Regions from separate parts of the Hordeum vulgare genome. Here region 2 is linked to region 1. A link is a contact called in public Hi-C data. All regions are on one chromosome and are shown on one strand. Each heading gives the region's core, a stretch centred on a gene start, on an enhancer-like site or on the middle of the called end of the contact. The rest is flanking DNA. Distances are from core to core; before and after follow the strand shown. Region 1 holds the start of LOC123397772 (protein RRNAD1). Region 2 holds the start of LOC123395875 (proline-rich protein 12-like).

Region 1 (2,544 bases), core at 12-2,511:
TAGGGAGGCCTCGAGCAGAGGAACACGAGCGGACGTGGGGAAGCGACCCGATGGCCAGCGGCGGGGTGGCGTTTGTGAGGCTGCTACGGTTCACACGGGTCGGGGAAAATCACGCCGGCGGCTGCAGGGTCCACGGCATCATCCTCCACGATCCGCCCGGGGGAAGCCCTGCTCCTGCCTTCGTCGTCGTCACCGACGACCCCCGCCATGCCGCCCGCCTCCAGATCCGCTAGATTGGGATGGGCGAGGGGAGGGAGCAGCGGCGTTGGCGGGGCGTGTGACGGGAAGGGCAGGGGTGGAGGTTGAGTGGCCTCCTCCGGCGCGCGGCAAGGCGAGGCGGACTGACGCCAGTGTGAAGCAAGGCGACGTAATGGAGGCTTGGAGTACGGGAGGAGGCGGATGACTTTTTTCCCGCTCCATGTGCGCCTCCACAGAGAATGGCTGCCGCGACGCGCCGGCGTCCCCCGTCCTCCCCTTGTATCGGTGCCGCCGTCGCTCGCCTCGCTCACGCCCGCTGCAGCCGACGCCCGCTGCGACGTGTCGTCCGCCACGACTCCCCGGCCGTTGACACCGCTCAAAGCAGATCTCGGCCGACGACGTACGACAGAAGCAGTAGCTGCTTTATTATTAGGGAAAGATTATTCGGTCAGTTTAGCTAGCACCTTTCTCATGTAACCATCTACCACCCAATTGCATCGCATGATACATACCAACCCAGCTACTAGTTCACACACAAAAGCATAATAAACAAGATCAAGCAAACATGGTCCAAAGACCAAACAAAGCGGCACGGCTGCCTAATAATAAACTACTCGTACTACCACCACCACTAAATAATAAACAGAATACTACAAACGGGGAAGAGACCAAAAGAGAAGGTCGTTAATGGCTCCGATTCCCCTGTTCCCGGCGAGCAGTGGCGGGGATGGGTTCAGTTGATGAGATGCGACGGCGATGCGACCTCCCGCCTCTTCGCTATGCTGCTGCTAGTGCTAGCGCTAGCTAGCTAGCGATAACGGTACGATGCAGCTTTTACGCCGCCGGCCCCACCTGCCGGCGTTTGGTTCCAGCACGCTTTTCAAGCAACTCCGTGGTCTTCTGACGTTGACCGCCCTCCCCGTCCCGTCCGTCCGTCCGTCGTCGTTGTTTGTTGGTTGGTTTGCCGACGACGTGCGGCCCAGAGCGACGCGCGCTCTCTTCTCCCACCTCCCGGCCCAGAACGGCCCGTTTAGGCGGGAGGGAAACCGGCCCGCTCGCAGCTGCGTTGGTGCTGTGCTAGTTTCGCCCGAACGCTTCTTCTTCTCCCCTCGCGATGGCGGCGTCTCCGGCGACTGGCGGCGGCGCGCGCTCGTGCGAGACGGCGGAGCAGACCCGCGAGTGGATGGAGGCCATCGCCTCCTTCCTCGGCCGTCACCGCCCGCTCCTCGAGGCCCACGTCGTCAACTTCTTCAAGGTCCACTCCACTCCCCTCCCCTCCCCACCTCCCTCCCTCCCACTCCCCCGACGCGAGATTGATTGTAGTACGTCTAGGGTCCGCGTGCCTGTGGTCGCGGGGAATCCCTCCCTCCTCCATTTCGCTGCCGCGGTGTGCTGTACCTGCATCTTGCTGACGCGTTTGAGGTGTTTGGTGTTGGATTCGGTTCGAGCAGGACAGGCTGTGGGAGATGGTGGACGCCGACTGGATGGAGTGCCTCCGCCGGGAGTCCGTCGAGAGCCTGCTCATGCTGCCCTCCGGCCGTGTCCAGGCAAGGGCCCTTGCATCCTTTTTTTCTGTTTATTACATTTCGCTCTTATTGGGAAGTGGAATGACTAATGTGAATTTCTGAGAAGGACATCGTGAAACCAAGTCACTAGATGATGACGTTGTTGTGTTTGGGCTCCACCCCAGGCTTCCTTGGACCTATATTGCCGGCTTTAGATACCATCCCAGCTTATTGGAAGCTATATTGTTTTGCAGGACCATTGGCCAAGTTCACTACAGGAATTTATACTCACAGCCAGGTCGCTTGTTCTTCCACGCGAGCAAAAAACGCCACAATCGGTACGTTTCATGCGCCAATAAGACTAAGTGGGTACTACTCATGCACTCATGCTAGCATTTCTCATGGTTTTCGGCCGGTTTTCTTTTCACTTAATTATCTAATCACCTCTATTCTCCTTAGTTGAATTACGGTGCTCCTGCCCCTTCTGAGAGTTTTTCGAGAAAAACACCCATGCTAGAATTTTATTAGGAAACAACAGTATAAGTAGTGAAGTATCGTTATGACATATCCAGTTAAAACACACACACATTGTGTCATATGTTTAATCCCGATCCACCTTTTCCTGATTACTTGCAGTTTTTACCTAACTCGCGTGTCGCATCAATTGGTACTGTTCTTGCTCAAGGCATGAACACAAAGAAGAAGCATGAAGTAGGTAATTAGCTTGTAATGATAAACATACTCTTTTTAACTATATTTTTTTAGTCTATGTCCAAAGTTAAATTCAGTTTTTTTTAGCTCTTTGCATTCTCATGTTTGGAGAATGCGCTTCATGCAGATT
Region 2 (2,544 bases), core at 25-2,524, 210 kb before region 1:
GACGCGGAGGACGGGGAGAAGAGCCGGTCGATGCCGAAGACGGAGACGGACTTGCGGCAGACGGGCACGTTGAGCACCGGCGTCACGCGCACGTGCGCCGAGTAGGACCGCTCCATGCCGCTGCCGCCGGAGCCGGACCCGGAGCCGGGCCGGTGGCGCCGCCCGCCCGCCAGGCTGCTCGGGCTGCTGGAGCTGCGGCCGAGACCGTTGAACACCACCTTGCCGGCCGCGTTCAGGCGCGGGCTGTCGGCCGCCACGGCGGAGGGAGGGGGCGGGGGTGGGGGTGGCGGCGGCGGCGGCGCGGCGGCCTGCGCTGCTGTGAGCCGGATCTTGGGCGGCAGCTGGTGCTGCGACGTGCTCACGGGAGGCGGCGGGGTCGGTGATGGAGTTGGAGCCGACGCTGGTGCCGGCGCGGGCAGCATGTCGGGATCGTTGGGGTCGCGGAGGAGCGGGAGGCTGAGGGACGGCTCCTGCTCCGGCGGCTTCGGCCCGCGGCGGAGGAGGCGGCGGAGCGGCTTGGTCTCCGTCGAGGAAGAGGAGGAAGACGACGACGACGCCTGCTGCTTCCGCATCCGCAGCAGGTCCCTCCACCTCCTGGCCGGAACCTTGGGCTCCTCCGCCGCCTGCTCCGCCTCCACCACCGCATCCTTGGCCGCCTCCGCCCTCGCCGTCTCCTCCGGCCTCGCCGTCTCGGGCTGCTGCTGCTGCTGCGTTGTCGGCGCCGGGGCCAGCGGAGGCCGCGTGGCCGCCGCCGCGGCCTCCGAGGAAGACGGGAGGCGGAGCGGGACGAGCTTGCCCCCGGAGAAGAGCTCGTCGGCGGGGAGCATGGTGGACACGGCGGAGCAGCCGGCGAGGAGGAACTCGAAGTCGGCGCTGGCTCCCCCGCCCCCCGCAGCGTCCCTGCCGCCGCCGCACCCGCCGGCGTCCTCGAGGCTGAAGGAGACGCGCGGGGCGAGCCACTGCATGGCGGCCGACGGCGGGGGCGGGGGAGGTGGCGGCGGCGGCGGGGCCGCGGGCCGCGACGCCGCAGCGGAGGCCATCGATCGGGTTCGCTGCTGCTGCTGCTGCGCGAGCGACTTTCCTTCTCTTCTCTTCTTCCTCGCTGGGCTTGGCGCAAGGGAACAAAATAGAATGGCAGCGGTAGCTGTGCCGGTGCGTGCGTGTGTGAAGCGTGTCTTGGGAAAGGCGATGTGGGCGCAGGTCGTCCGCTCCTCTTGATTTGAGTTGTTTTCGTCGGGGCTTGTGTCGTGCGGTGGACTTGTGAGGGTTGGGTTGGGTTGGGTGTGGACTATCAATGCGAATCAGTTGCTTAATCAACCGGCAATCACACGGCGCAAAGCTTTCTTGATTTTCTTTCTCGATCATATACGTAGTAGCACCGCTAGCATCCACTCAAACATTTTTAAAAAAAAGAACTTTTACGAAAATCTTTTGTATCTGTCTATTGTGTGATGCAATCAAACAGACCCACGTTCTATATCCTTCATAATTTCCATATCAACATTACATTTTATCACTATGTTTTTTTCATGTTCGTGTACTATTCGATTGTATGATTAGACGATGACCGGAGTGATAGATAGCACTACACCGCGACTTGATAGAGAGGAGGAGGAGGAAGAATGAGATGGTCTCGATGCTCATGGATGGATATAATACACTTGAATCCATACCACGAACGATAGCGGGCAGTCGGGAATAGACACACGGGAGAAGGATAAGTACCAAAAGTGCCCAACTGCTCACGAGCTCAAATGACCCCGGCATGAACATTAAATTCAAAAAACATTCAACAAATTCTGATCTTTTTGTAGTAAGTTTTAACAAATGTTTTAAGAGACTGCAAAATTTCACTTTGACATGACATTCATAGAAGTTGGGGCAAAAAAAAAGCAACACTTCAAAATGCTTTTGAAAATGGGTTTTTTTGGAGGCTTTTTTTGCCATCACCTCCACAAATGTGATTTTATGATAAGAAAATTTAACCACCTCAAAAATTTGTTAATGTTTGGCCCAAAGAAGAACTACAATTTTTTGAACTTTTTTTAATGAATTACTATTCATACGGCCTCATTTGAGCTCAAGCTCAAACTGGCTGTGTGTGACAAGTAGGCGTTGTGAAGTAAAAGGGGGAGGATGGATGGACTGCTAGACAACGATGCCAGAAGGAAAAAATAAGTGGGAACTCCGAAGAAAAAGATGATGCAGGGATGGATCGGTAGACGTTCCTCATGCAAGGTGACGAAAGGGTGGAAAGATGTTGGAAAGACGATCAAGCCTACATTCATCGCATGTCATGCACCTAGAAGTACATGAGATATTAAAATAAGGCATGGAGAAGTTAGAATAAAATACCTATTATGCGATATTAAAATAATAACCAATTTACAACAGTATGTTGCTTATACTAATGGATCTCACGAAGTTTTGTTGAGTTTTGTGTGATTGAAGTTTTTCAGTTTTGGGTGTTATTGTGATGGACAATGGAATAAGGAGCAACATCCTAAGCTTGGGGATGCCCAAGCCACCCCAAGGTAATATTTT

The links. A called contact is a pair of places that touch in the nucleus more often than the background predicts.
Region 2: a contact with region 1 is called in a Hi-C map of seedling, with 3 times the contacts expected there. The contact joins the promoter of LOC123395875 here to the promoter of LOC123397772 in region 1. A contact is called at or near these places in 1 of 6 Hi-C or Micro-C datasets (seedling) and 1 of 1 datasets of contacts at active chromatin or transcription factors (embryo).

Annotation. Positions count from the first base shown.
Region 1 is chr5H:27,625,102-27,627,645 of MorexV3_pseudomolecules_assembly, reverse strand. LOC123397772 (protein RRNAD1) reads left to right here and starts at 1,261. Exons shown (of 13, transcript XM_045092303.1): 1 at 1,261-1,453; 2 at 1,650-1,745; 3 at 1,958-2,041; 4 at 2,340-2,414; 5 at 2,542-2,544. The coding sequence starts at 1,313.
Region 2 is chr5H:27,833,917-27,836,460 of MorexV3_pseudomolecules_assembly, reverse strand. It overlaps LOC123395875 (proline-rich protein 12-like), which reads right to left and starts at 1,274. Exons shown (of 1, transcript XM_045090906.1): 1 at 1-1,274. The coding sequence starts at 1,040.